Linked DNA regions of Mus musculus: regions 1, 2, 3 and 4 are each linked to region 5. A link is a contact called in public ChIA-PET, Hi-C, HiChIP or PLAC-seq and promoter capture Hi-C data. All regions are on one chromosome and are shown on one strand. The core of a region is the stretch at or near the end of the contact, and the rest is flanking DNA. Distances in the headings are between cores, read along the strand shown. Region 1 holds the start of Psmd2 (proteasome (prosome, macropain) 26S subunit, non-ATPase, 2). Region 2 has its middle 39 kb from the start of Gm35545. Region 3 holds the start of Olfr167 (olfactory receptor 167). Region 4 holds the start of Fam131a (family with sequence similarity 131, member A). Region 5 holds the start of Klhl24 (kelch-like 24).

The links. Promoter capture Hi-C pulls out the DNA fragments that hold promoters and counts their contacts. A called contact is a pair of places that touch in the nucleus more often than the background predicts. ChIA-PET counts read pairs in DNA pulled down with a chosen protein or histone mark. HiChIP or PLAC-seq counts read pairs in DNA pulled down with a chosen protein or histone mark.
Region 1: a contact with region 5 is called in an RNA polymerase II ChIA-PET map of effector CD8 T cells, with 6 read pairs. The contact joins the promoter of Psmd2 here to the promoter of Klhl24 in region 5. A contact is called at or near these places in 1 of 39 promoter capture datasets (cranial neural crest), 1 of 115 datasets of contacts at active chromatin or transcription factors (effector CD8 T cells) and 1 of 9 other capture datasets (pancreatic islet).
Region 2: a Hi-C map of B cells shows a contact between it and region 5, with 8 read pairs. The contact joins the enhancer-like site here to the promoter of Klhl24 in region 5.
Region 3: a promoter capture Hi-C map of stem cell-derived epiblast-like cells shows a contact between it and region 5, with 3 times the contacts expected there. The contact joins the promoter of Olfr167 here to the promoter of Klhl24 in region 5.
Region 4: a contact with region 5 is called in an H3K4me3 HiChIP or PLAC-seq map of stem cell-derived neural progenitor cells, with 3 times the contacts expected there. The contact joins the promoter of Fam131a here to the promoter of Klhl24 in region 5. A contact is called at or near these places in 1 of 39 promoter capture datasets (liver) and 1 of 115 datasets of contacts at active chromatin or transcription factors (stem cell-derived neural progenitor cells).

Annotation. Positions count from the first base shown.
Region 1 is chr16:20,650,338-20,653,037 of GRCm38.p6, reverse strand. Psmd2 (proteasome (prosome, macropain) 26S subunit, non-ATPase, 2) reads right to left here and starts at 1,386. Exons shown (of 21, transcript NM_134101.2): 1 at 1,187-1,386; 2 at 738-794; 3 at 281-445. The coding sequence starts at 1,321.
Region 2 is chr16:19,178,629-19,181,328 of GRCm38.p6, reverse strand. It overlaps Igl. Among named protein-coding and RNA genes, the nearest start is that of Gm35545, 39 kb to the left of the region's middle. Within about 2 kb of position 1,363, at least 27 of the 459 cell types and tissues checked have an H3K27ac peak or open chromatin away from gene starts, as enhancers often do. A contact at or near this core is called in B cells, where this site is marked.
Region 3 is chr16:19,514,228-19,516,927 of GRCm38.p6, reverse strand. Olfr167 (olfactory receptor 167) reads left to right here and starts at 1,294. Exons shown (of 1, transcript NM_146935.1): 1 at 1,294-2,232. The coding sequence starts at 1,294. The coding sequence ends at 2,232.
Region 4 is chr16:20,693,662-20,696,361 of GRCm38.p6, reverse strand. Fam131a (family with sequence similarity 131, member A) reads right to left here and starts at 1,305. Exons shown (of 6, transcript NM_133778.2): 1 at 1,185-1,305; 2 at 481-623. The coding sequence starts at 1,272.
Region 5 is chr16:20,096,257-20,098,956 of GRCm38.p6, reverse strand. It overlaps Klhl24 (kelch-like 24), which reads right to left and starts at 1,403. Exons shown (of 8, transcript NM_029436.3): 1 at 1,286-1,403.

The sequences.
Region 1 (2,700 bases), core at 137-2,636, 550 kb before region 5:
TATGCACATGCATACAAGCACATGCATTCAGGCACACACATATATGCACACACTATAAAAATTTTAAATTAAGTCAGAAACACATCGTGCTAAGAAAATCTTAAGATATAATGAAGCAGAAACTTCTAAGGAGCTGAGAAGCATTCTCAGGCTTTCCACTGGAGAATCAGTCTCACTGTGATGAACTTTCCAGCTAGATGGGGTCCACTAGGCTTTCAGTGACTTAGCATTAAAAAAGGAATTATTCAACTGGACAGGTCCCAGCCATATTCTGAATTACCTTATTCTCCCCAGGGGCCATGTTCTCATAGATTTCCTTCAATTTGCCATAGTGTGGACGCAGAAATTTGAGAGGCTTGGGTACTGAAGTCATGGAAGTTGTAGAAGAACGAATTTGTCTTCTCAGTTCCTCCAGAGCTGGTCGATATAGAGATGTATCTTTCTCCTAATAGGGGATGTTAATGCTCAGACCAAAAGGAGTCACATTTCTCCACATCACGACCCATACATACTTAACCAATGCTTTGGTCAAAGACATAACTGGCTCCTATTTCATGATGCCTCAACCCCTGTAAATGACCTGAGACCCATGACCCCATTTAAATACCCTTTGTAACTCTTCCCTCAAATTATCGTAATATCTAATATGTGGTATCTAATTGTTGCCTCAAAATGAAATAGAGTAAACAAATGAGAAACATCAACTATACTCCCCCTGTAGTAACATCTTGACTCACCCCGAGTCGCTCCACGAGCATCTCCAGTTCATCTTGAAGCTGTTTGTCCTCCTCAGACTGGAGGGTTAGGGGAAGAAGCTCATCAAAAGTGGGGACCCGAATCACATTCTCCTCCCACTTACCCCGGGACAGGTGAAGAGTGTGAATGTCTATGGACAAGAAGAGGGCGTGGGATAGGGAAGCAGCCCTATAGGAAAGGCTGTCTACCTTAGGAACCAGGCAGACTCTGCTTGGAAGCCATTCTAGGAAATAACCAAAGAACCGCGATGTGATGGTGAGGGCCTCAGGGAGTGACAGTGCGTAATGGGGCGGGCAGGGTATAAAGAAAGGGTCGCCCCATCCTGAGTCTCCCCGGTGCGGTGGGCAGTACGGAGTCGGGCCCGAGGCCTTCGAGCCAGCAGTGACTCAGCCCAAGGCCTCCTCCTCGGGCTCCCCAGGCTGCGCCTCACCAGCTCCTGCTCTTTGTCTTTTTCCCCGGCATCCCTTCGCTCCTTGCCACTCGACTTCTCGTCCGCGCCGCTGGGGGTTGTCGCGGAGGGCTGTTGGGACTGCACGGGTGTCTTGTCTCGTCCACCCTCCTCCATCTCCGCCACTACTGCCGGCCTGCTGCGCGCGCACCTGCTCGCACCGCCCCTTTTCCCAGAAGGCCACGCGCGTTGTCCTCCAGACCGGAAGCGCCCTGCGGATCCCGAGTCCCGCCCTCTGGAGCAGGACGGGAATTACTGTTCCGGCTTCCAGCCCGAACGGCTACTGTTGAGTTAGGGTGTCTCTGTGCGTGCAAGGGTGGTCTGACTGCAGAGATGCCTAGCTCTCCGATCCTGTAGCTTCACCACAACTGGATGCATGGTACGATGAGAAGGTCATCCTGAAGACAGGACGTCCATACATGTTCATGCTTGCTTTAGTCCTCTGTAGGAGATTTCTATGAGCTCAAAACTCTTCAAGTCTTGACCGAGTCTGTGTGACTTCGGTGTAATTATGCCACTACTACTGTGGAATAGTAACCGCAAACCATTTCCCCCAAAGTGAAGATGAAATTTACTTATTTATTATCCCAGGTTAGCCTCGAACTTACTTTCTAGCAGAGAATAACTTCATTACAGACATGAGCTGCTGATGCGTGTAGATCTTGGATTCTAGGCATAACCATCCATTTCCACTGCCAATGACTTCTTCAGCCTTTGGAGAGAGATTGAACAGCCCATTGCTGCTCTGCCTGTTCTATAGCCGTATAGTCCTCTGTAGGAAATGTCTACCGGTTTCTGTTTCTATGACTTCTATCACAGATAAGAATACATACATACGTACATACATGCATACATATATCAGGCACATACCATATGTATGGTATATAAATATTTAGTATGTATATTTCATGTATACATATGTGTGTATATGTATATATGTGTGTATATGTATATATATATATATATATAATCAACAGTCACATACCAATTAGTATGTTGGAGATGAATTGGAAATTGTGCCCTAAAAGGTTTATCAAGAAGCTGATGAGTCCAGATGAAGAGGATATGAAAAGCTGTTGGGATATATTTCAAGTTATTTTGTAGGAATACATTGTTTTGAAATAAAAACTTGGAAAAATGTGGGAAACTCAAACTTTCAAAACATGATATTAGAAACAAATCCTGCCATGCACCAGCAGTGTGGTTTTGGTAAGCTACCTAAATTAAGTCTGTTTTCTGCCTATGTGAAGTACAAAAAGTTTCTCTTGTAAGAACACTTAAAGAATGAAATGAGCTGGGCAGTGGTGGCGCACACCTATAATCCCAGCACTTGGGAGGCAGAGGCAGGCAGATTTCTGAGTCCAGCCTGGTCTACAGAGTGAGTTCCAGGACACAGAAAAACCCTGTCTCAAAAAAAAACAAAAAAAAAAAAAAAAGAAAAGAAAGAAAGACAGACAGAAAGAAAGAAATGAGCCAGGCATCGTGGCCCATACTTT
Region 2 (2,700 bases), core at 114-2,613, 920 kb after region 5:
TTTTGGCTTACAGAAGCTTTGCAGTTTCATGAGGTCCCATTTGTCAATTCTCGATCTTACAGCACAAGCCATTGCTGTTCTATTCAGGAATTTTTCCCCTGTGCCCATATCTTCGAGGCTTTTCCCCACTTTCTCCTCTATAAGTTTCAGTGTCTCTGGTTTTATGTGGAGCTCCTCGATCCACTTAGATTTGACCTTAGTACAAGGAGATAGGAATGGATCAATTCACATTCTTCTACATGATAACCACCAGTTGTGACAGCACCATTTGTTGAAAATGCTCTTTTTTTCCAATGGATGGTTTTAGCTCCCTTTTCAAAGATCAAGTGACCATAGGTGTGTGGGTTCATTTCTGGGTCTTCAATTCTATTCCATTGGTCTACTTGTCTGTCAGTATACCAGTTCCATGCAGTTTTTATCACAATTGCTCTGTAGTAAACCTTTAGGTCAGGCATCGTGATTTCACCAGAGGTTCTTTTATCCTTGAGAAGAGTTTTTGCTATCTTAGGTTTTTTGTTATTCCAGATGAATTTGCAGATTGCTCTTTCTAATTCATTGAAGAATTGAGTTGGAATTTTGATGGGGATTGCATTGAATCTGTAGATTGCTTTTGGCAATATAGCCATTTTTACAATAACAACAGATAATTTGAGGCAGTTCCAGAGCAGAGTCTGAAGTAAGAGGTTTGTATGAGGAATAAACTTTGAATGTAACTTCTAATTTGGGACTTTAACTAGAGGTTCACAAATCTTACAGCTCAGGAGATTTATGACACCAGGGCCTAGATCACCAGGCCTGGAATAGAAGGAATAAAAAGCTCATTCTGGCCATATGTACCAATTTGAAAGGTGTCAATGTCTTGAGCTTTACTGTCTTCTATGCCATTTACAAAACTTGGTAACATTCAAAATCAGAACAGGCATTTAGTAATCCTGTGAAACCAATACCTAGGACCTTCATTCCACTGCAGTGAAATCTCCAGAATCAGGTAGAATGGGCTCCTATCTAACTTAACTTAGTCCAGAGCCTTTCATCATGAAACAGGGAAACATGTTCGTCACAGTAAGGCACCTGCCTGTGCTCACACTGTGTGGAGTGCTGCCTCCTTCCAGGCAATGGACACTCTCATATAGAGGGATTTCTATTCATCATGCCAGTCTCATCTTGAGGAATGCAAAAAATCAACCAGCAATGAGAGCTGACAATGAGGATAAGCTGACATACAGGTACTATTATCAACCATCTACCAAAAACTAAGAGTGTGGATAGACAGCATTAAAGAGTCTAACAGAGCCTAGATATCTCCTTGTTTTGAAGAATACTCGAGTTGTTATACAGGAATAGATGCTACTTGCTCAATCTTTATCAGAACTGCACCCTGAGAAATTAACTTCCCCTCTGTGGTTTCCCTGTCTGTACTAGGGGGTGAGTATCAATCTGTCCAGGAAAGTGTGGAGTCATAGATTAATTGAACAGGAGCCTAGAGTATCCCTGGGCAGTGGGGATACTCAGTAATCTTCAGCTACCACTATCATCTCCTGAGATATTGCATAGGCCTGCCCTATAAAGGTAACAACCCTTCCCTAGAGCTTCACATTCCATCTGACCAATGAGCAGTTGAGTCATAAGTGTACACTACTGGGAAACAATTGATTTCCTATATGATAGAGTTGGCCAGGAATATAGGTTCTTCACTTGGTAAAGCAGCAATGTTTGAAGTTTGGCATATAGTAATAGTAAGAAGACATTACAAGCTCTGTGGAGTAGGTTGGGGCAGAGAGATGAACCTAGCTGCTTTACTGAGCCCACTATGACTGCAGCTGGCCACCCTTGAGAATCCACAAGCTAAAATTAGATCTGTGATAGCTGAAACAAAAACTCATGATCACAGAAAAAGAGAAATAAAAGGAAGTGAAACCAAGTCCATGACCAGCAAGGCATGGCCAGTAGGGGCAGGTGTGTCATTGGAGGGGCAGGGACCAGTTTTGAAAGTGTAGATGAGAGGTTGTGCATCTCAATGTTAGGGGCAACAGAGCCCCTTTGTACCTCATCCCCACTTTCATTCACATTCTTTGTGATGCTACACTTTGGCTGTCTCCATATACCAAGCTCAATAATGAATACTCAAATCCTGGAAGTTCATGGCCCAAAGATCTTTGTGACCAGACAGTGGTGGTCATGTGTGCTATCAGAGCACAAAGGAGTAAGCAACTTGGGTAGAGCACAAAACTCTCATGTGAACAGATATGAATGATTGAACAAGCACCAAAGTCTCACTTCTTCAGACTCTGTGATACAGAGGGATATTATCTGGCCTTTAAGGTACACTGACTTTGTTCCTTATGTCTAGAAGGTTGTAAACAGCCTTCCTATTATCCAATACTATTTCTTTTGGCAATCAGTCATGGAACCAACATGTGGAAACATATAGACAAGAGTTCATTGCTTTAGTGGGACATGGTATGGATGACTAGTGTACATGTGGTTTCAGTGGCTTGGAGCATTACCTGAATAGGTGTCAACAGAAGGAAACACTGTCCTACAGATCCAGGAAAAAATATCACTTTTATTTAAAGACAAGATTTCCTCTAGATAAAAGTCTAAATAGATCCACACAACATACTCTCAAGTTTGTTTCCAGTGGAAATTTGACTTTTTATGCTTTCCCATGTTTTCTCATTCGTCACTGAATGGCTACAG
Region 3 (2,700 bases), core at 45-2,544, 580 kb after region 5:
AATTCATTACCAGAATCTCTAATTCCCTTCTTAAAAGAATTGATATCTGTGTTATAGACTTAATAGCTCTCCTAAAGATGCCAATTTTTCTGATAATACCTACATTTTCCCAGTCATTTCTTACTTATTTTATGGATAGGTTTGTGTGTTTATATGTATATGTGTTTGTATATTCCTAAGTGCTATATCTTCCTCTTCAGTCTGCAGATTCCCAGGCTGATATTCTTTGGCTCTAGCACAGAGAAGCATATCACACACTCTCTGGGCCCAGTATGCTAAGCCTTCTGCTGGCAGCAACCTCTCTTGGAGGGGAGGGAACCACGCTCATGCTCATTCTGAAGACTCAGGATTTCTTTTCCCTCCCAGAATTTAGCACCTGAATGGAGTACATTAACAAGCCTGAAACAAACTCTGAAAGGTCCCGAGTCCTCTTTTATAGTAATTTCTCTGCTTTATATTATGTAATTTTAAATCTACAGCAGTCATTTCCTTATTATTTCAGTTAATTCTAAGATGAAAAAGTAATAAACGAATCTGCTTAGATTTCTACCTTATGTTCTAGATAAAAGAAAAAACATTAAGGAGTGAAGAAAAAAAGGGAAGTGCTCTGTGAGGTTCCAAGAAGGAGTTGACACACACTTGTTCCATTTGTGGGGTGGATATGTTGGGCGGATGTACACAAACAGGATCTAGTTAGATGTTCCAAATGTGCATGAAGAAGGAAAAGAAAATGACCTTGTGTGGTTGAAAATTGTCCATAAGTATTATTTATAGACTTTTAAAGAAATAACACTTGTATTTTATAAGATCTTTTTCATTAATGTGGAGCGTATGTATCAGAAAGAAAAAGAAATTTGAATGATATTATTAACTGTTCCATTTTTGTGTGTATCTTAGGGCCAGAGTATGACAGAAAGAGTCATCATGATTGGAAAAAAATTATTAAATTATGGGTATGTGTTTTAGATATTTAAATTGGTTCCAAACATGCAGTATGAAGTCGCATGTTCATAATATCTCATATTGTTAGGAATAAAATATCAATTTTTAATAAGGCCATTATGGAAATATTTGCATAGGTACTCAAATTTCATTAAGATATTTTGTGCATATACATTGGTTTTTCTCCCAACTTATGTATGAGACAGAAGATGAGTCAAAGTACACTGTGTATTTTTTGTTTAGCAGTTATGATTATTCTCAGTCTGGTGAAAATCATGAATTGAATAATTTTATTGTGTTTAATGAATTTACTGTTGCACATGTTTCTAAGAAAATGTAAATGAACACCAAATGGATAGTTATAATCAAACATTTACAGGTTTCATTTTATTGGGATTGTTCCCACCATCAAAAATAGGTCTGTTCCTCTTCATTCTCATTGTTCTCATCTTTCTGACAGCTTGGATTGGTAACCTGTCCATGATCCTCCTCATCCTCCTGGATTCACATCTCCACACACCCATGTATTTTTTACTTAGTCAGCTTTCTCTTATTGACTTAAATTACATCTCTACCATTGTCCCTAAAATGGTATCTGACTTTATGTTAGGTAATAAATACATCTCCTTCATTGGGTGTGGATTTCAGATTTTCCTCTTCTTGACTTTTGGGGGTGCAGAAACCCTTTTGTTGGCATCTATGGCCTATGACCGTTATGTGGCTATTTGTTTTCCTCTCCACTATGCCACACATATGAATAAAAGAGTCTGTGTGATGATGATAACAGGAGCTTGGATTCTGGGCTCCATTAATTCCTGTGCTCATACTGGATATGCACTCCAAATTCCTTACTGCAGATCCAGAGCCATCAACCATTTCTTCTGTGATGTCCCTGCCATGTTGACTCTGGCTTGCACAGACACATGGGTCTATGAGTATACAGTGTTTGTGAGTACAATCCTCTTTCTTGTGTTTCCATTCATTGGAATAGTGTGTTCCTATGGTCGTGTTTTCCTTGCTATCTACCGTATGCATTCTAGGGCGGGGAAGAAGAAGGCCTATTCTACCTGTAGCACTCACCTCACTGTTGTAACTTTCTACTACGCACCATTTGCTTACACCTATCTACGCCCAAGATCCCTCCGATCCCCAGAAGAGGACAAGATTCTTGCAGTCTTCTACACAGTTCTCACCCCAATGCTAAATCCTATCATCTATAGCCTGAGAAACAAAGAAGTGATTGGGGCCCTGAGAAGGATGACTCACAGAATTTGCTTTGCAAAAATATAGACAAGTTGCTTCCGTGAATCCAGAATTTATGCACAAGTATATACAGCATTAGTTTTCTCCAGTTAATAACAACTCAAATATCCCAAAAGATATTAGGATAATAAAGGTTAAGTACTCGGATCGATCTCTTAAGTAAAAATTAGGGAGAAAAATGTCATTCTTTTTTCTTTGTCTCTCACTAATTTTATTCTTGAGATTATAATATAATTACATTTTTCCCTTACCTTTCTCCCTCCAACCACCCTGTATATCTCTTCCCACTTTCCTCGAAATTCATGGCCTATTTTCAGTAATTGTTTTTGCAGGCATATACATGTATGCCCATAACCTGTTTTGTCGACATAATTTCATTTGCATGTATGTTTTCAGGTCTTATAATTTGGCAATAGACAAACAAGTGGCTGTGCTCTTTGTTGAGGGAAGGCCATCTTTCCCAGATTTGCTTTCTTCAGTTGCCTAAAGATTTCT
Region 4 (2,700 bases), core at 56-2,555, 600 kb before region 5:
CTCTCCTTCAGTACCTGACTGACAGGGCCTCCAGATTGGCGCCGATAGCCTCTGGCCAGGCCTGTGGGAAGGGGAACCTGGCGGGTGTTTCCTGGCCGGCTCTCCCTCCCTCCCCTCTCTTCCCCCAGCCGGGGCCATCCATGCCCAGCGACGCTCCGCGCAGCTGCGGCCCTGGCCCAAAGAAAAAGGTGTATATCTCCCTGGCAACCCATCACCATGCAACAGGGTCTCCCGGGATACGGCCTGGGATGCGCTGACGTCAGCACCGAAGGCGCTAGCAAGCCAGCCCGCTGGCACCACGCCGAGCAGAGCAGACCGGCGCGGGGGCGGCCTGCCGGATAGCGCCTCCGCTAGCAGGAAAAAAGAGCCCGAAGCAGGATGGTGAGGCAGGAACGGGGAGGGGTCACACGAACCCTCAATGTGAACGCCACCCCCACCCCCACCCCCCGCCGCCAAACATGCACAGAAAAGGCGCAGCACCTCTGGCAAGTCCTGGCTGTCCACGGAAGAAGGACGGGGGGACCGACTCCAGCCTCGGAGAGTTCGAGCAGATCCCAGGGAGGACAGAGAGAGACCTCGAGGGAGTTCGATCCACTCCACAGCCCAGGCAGGGTCCGAAGCCACTGAGGAGTCGGGAGGGAACGGTGTTCATCTGCATTCCCACTTCTACCAAGACTGCCATTTTCACCGTGCTGCCGTGTCATTTTTTATTACCCCTCCCCCATCTCGCAGACAATCTGAGTTCACGCACATAACTCTCCTGAAACCCCCTATCCCACAACTGACTGTGGCATCCCTAAGGACACCTTCCTCTACAACTATTTTGCCATCAGAACTTACGTTACTCATACCCAAATATGAGTAACCCCTGACCTCTCCGCCCGCATCTCAACCCTTGAAAAGTGCATGAAATTTGCCCACCAGCACTGGCCCCCTCTCACTCTCCTTCTCCCCAGGATTCTTTCCTCTCACCAATCTCAACTGGGCTATCACTCCCAACAAACCCATGATTTTTCTAAGTTTCACCCTTGTAAGTCATTACCTAATGGCCCCAACCCGAGTCTCTCCCTTTCAGTCTGCTTCCCAATATCTAAACCAGAGAGAGTTTCCTCTCCACACCTGGTGTTCCTTTTTGCTCAGTTTCCCATCGCTTCCCAGATCACATCCATGATCTCTGCTCTCACCTCTGCGACTTGTCTGACAAGTCCATCGTCCTCCAGGCCCTTCGCGCTGCCACAGAAACATTTTGCCCAGCACAGAAATCATAGGCATGCTGGCTGTGTTGATGCAGAGAGCCCAAAGCCTGAACTGCTTCAGGCCCAGCTCCCAGTTCTATTCTTGTTTTGGCTCCGGATGCTGAGCCAGTCCCCTCCCCACTTGGAACTTATGCCTAGTCACATAAGGAGAACACTCCTGTCTCATAGCTTTGAGGAAGTGGGAGTGCCAGGGACCTCGCCAAGTTCTCTGGCTTGTGGGGCTGAGGCTCATCTTAGCTTACACAGTGCCAACTGGCCACGTACATCACAACTAACCTTTTAGCTGGAGCAGACGTCTCTGTCCCTGGGCCTCAGCCAGTTGGTGGTCCCCAGAAATGCTACCAACCAGAAAGAAAACAGGTTACTGGCTATGCCAGACGCCTACCTGGTACTCAAGGCCAGTCCTGAGGTCAGTCACACTCTTCCCTGACTACAGGAGAGGATGACTTCCTGAACTCCGTGCAGACCAGGAGTCAGAGCGCCCTGCCACTTCTTCTTTTTTTTTTTTTTTCGAGACAGGGTTTCTCTGTGTAGCCCTGGCTGTCCTGGAACTCACTTTGTAGACCAGGCTGGCCTCAGAAATCCACCTGCCTCTGCCTCCAGAGTGCTGGGACTAAAGGCGTGCGCCACCACGCCCGGCTGCCTTGCCACTTCTTAAATTCATAACCCACGAGGTTATTTCTGGGACTACAAATCCCAGAATTTAAGGGAAGTCCACATTTCAGCCAGAGTTTACTTGTAAAAGACCTCAAACATCAACCATACTAATGCTTTGTGTGATTGACCACCTGCTTGGAGATCCCAGGACCCATTCCGAACTAATTCCTTGACACAGGAGGTAGGCTGGCTGACCTAGAGCTAAAGTGCTTCTCTCCTCACCCCACCGCCCCCGACCACATACATGTTTTCATGGAAAAGAAGGCCTGAGCAGGGCTCAGCGGCTATAGGAAGACCTGGACTTTTTCTGCTCGGAATAAGTGTGATTTGTTTTGTTTGTTTGTTTTGTTTTGTTTGGGGGGGGGGTAATAGGAATAAAATTATCTGTGAGCGTGAGAGGTTATCAATTTGCTCACAGATGCTCCACCTGGGGCTTCCGACCCTTTAATCAACCAGCTGGGAGACGCTCTGAGCAAGTGTTAGGCAAAAACTAGCGTTCGGTGGGGTACTTGGCCAGCATTTGCAAACTGACTCCTGAGGATGAGAGCACCCAGGTAGGAGAGGCAGGTTCACAGCAAAGAGCCACTCCTAAGACACTGAGATCAGAGAGGTAGGTGTAGGCAATGAAGTATGTATATACAAAAGGCTAGTTGCCTGGAGCCCGGGAAGGTGGGGGCCGCAGGTTGGCCTGCGGCTCCCAGGCTGTGCCCCCGCAGCCACTCTCAGCAGCAGGAATACAGGCAAAAGGCAGAAGGTGAGTACACCACGGAAAATCCCAGTAGCAGGC
Region 5 (2,700 bases), core at 154-2,653:
TAAGTATATTATACCTGCTTTACTGAAGAAACTCAACTTTTCTGAGATAAAATGACAAAACCTAGCTGCACCATAAGTTTAAGAGATTTGGAAAACCACCTTTAATATCCTCCGTCTGGAAATGACTGGGCTTTCGGTTATCTTAATGTACAGTTTTCCAAACACACCTTCAACTCACTTATCAGAAACTTCTCAATTACCTGGGAGATTAATACACGAAATTGTGTGCCCCAAAAAGGGAAAACTAAGAAAGCTCATTCAAAAATCCAAAACCAAAAAACTTTTAGGTGAATAACCTCAAAATATCTTTTTTTTTAAAGGTAAAAGCCACCGTTTATATTTTTAGTGGCAAGGGATACATATTAAATCCTAATAAAGAAAAACAAAACACCAAACCATTATCAACCATCAACCATCTGGTGGTTGTGCCAGGTGTCAGCTGAGAACACTAACAGAAAAAAAAATTGACATGATTAAAATCCGCTAGAGCTGATATTGAAGCTTCTCAAATGTGGCCTTGTGGGTCATCCTTTACTACCTAAGGCTGGACAGAGCAGGCAAGGGCAACTTCGCAGAGCTGCGCGCTGTCCTACGCCAGGAGCTACGGGTTAGCCCCCACCCCCTGGCCTCTGCAGGGCACGCCCCCTTCCTACCCACCGCCCCGCTGCTCCCCTCCCTCGGCGCCCGCGTCCTCCAGGTCACCTTCAGGCGAGGGCGGGACTGCCTGGCACGGGCCACCCACCTACCACCCCCTGCCAATAAAAATTCGGAACTCGCCGGCCCGGCCCGCCTGCAGCGCCCAATCCCGGCCGCCCGAACGATCTTCGCCTCGGGTGCCCAGGGCTTGGGGGCGGGAACATTGGGAACTAAATTAAGAAGCAGAGGGCCCTGAGAAGGAAGCGGGCAGCCGGGTGGGGGCTCCCCCGGGACGGCCCGAGGCCGCGCTCCCGGTAAACAAAGGCTTCGCGGGGGCGGGTAACGGTCAGGTGACCACGCCCCGCATGTTTCGCAACTGTGCTGCTGGCTGCTATGGCCCCAGCACCCCGATCCTTATCCGTGCTAGGCGACAGCACTCACGGTCACCCCACGGAAACTCCAGGTCCGAGGCCGAAACACTCCGGCCGCTTCCACCCTAAGTGTATTGCTGCCGCGGGGCTCGTCCCTGCCCTGTCCCCACGCCCGAGGCCGCATCGGGCTTCTGGCAGCCAGGGACCTCGCCTCCCTCCCGCCGGTGCCGGGGATCAGCGCCGCGGTCGCATGCCGCTTGGAGCGGCCACCCTGGTACCTCTCGGCGCAGGCTGGAAGCGGCACGAGCGGCGACCCCCGTCCCTGCTGCGCCGGCGTCTCCTCGAGCCACCGCCAGTCTCTGCCACTGCTCACAACAAAGGAAACATGTGACCGTCGAGCCAAAACACTTAGCGTCACCCACCCTTGGCCAATGGGGGGGAGGCATCCGCCTTCCCGGAGCATTCTGGGAGACGTAGTTTTTACTGCCGGTGGGCTCTCAGGCCATCTGGGTTCCGCTAGAGGGCGGAAACCCAACCCCGGGCTGCTAATTCCAAACATTTATTTAAGGTAGAATAAGATTAAAGGAATGCATCTTGATCAAGACAGAAGTGGTATGTTGATTGTTTTCAAAGAGCCCTTTACATCCCAAAGCCAAAGCACAAGACCAGGACTTAGCCAACCTTAGAGCTTGGAATAAGGCTTGTTTTAATTACCATGTTCTAACACACTTGGGAAATCAGAGGGCCTGAGAGGTGGAGTGTACTAGAAGCCTGGTCATAATTGCAGAGGACGCTTTCTTTGTAAATCTGTCAAGGTCGCTATCAGAGCCTCAGTTACTTTTTAAATTTAATTTAATTTTTGTCTTAATCAGATGCAGGAGTTGAACAAAAATTGTAACAAACCTTTATTTTCCGAGGCACATGGAATCTTCTTCAAGATGTTTTGTTTCTAGGAGATTCCTTTTCAAGGATGGCCGTCCTCTGCTCTTGAAAATGTTTGGATAGTTCTGGCTTCTGACAAAAGTTACGTACTTCTTCCTTCTGCACTTCATTAAGACAGCCTTGCCTCCGTTAAAATTAGATGTGTTGCCACAAGGTAGAGAGAGAGGAGCAGAGTTGACAGGCAGGCCATTTGATAAGCTTTTAGGTCTCCTTTTCATGTTCTATTAACTTAAAAAAAGCCTACTGAGTACTTCCTGGGGCGCGGGGGTGGGGGGTGGAGTGGGGGGGACCTTTCTTTGACTTTTCTAAGATTTATGGCTAGGCCTGCAGTAAAACTGCTTGCCACTCTGGCTTGACCAGTTGGTGCTATCAGCTTAGAGAGTCCTTTCTTTGGTTTTCTCTTGTCAAAGCAAGAAGATTTATTTTCATATTCTCTCCTTCCTTCCCTCGTCCTTTTCCCCTCCTCCCCTCTTTTCCTCCTCCTTCCTTCTCTTCCCCTCTCTTCTCCACAAATTGATTTAAACAAGATACATAACTTGAAGGAAAACTATCTAGAATTCTTTTTAAATTGTCTATTATTATTATTATTATTATTATTATTATTATTATTAATTCTTTGTGTGTGTCTGTATTGGCTATCTGAGTGCTGGTAAAGATCAGAGTCATTGGGTCCCCCTGGAGCTGCAGGTGCTGGGAGCTGAAATCCAGATAGAGCAATAAGTGCTCTTAGCCATTAAGTCATTTCTTCAGC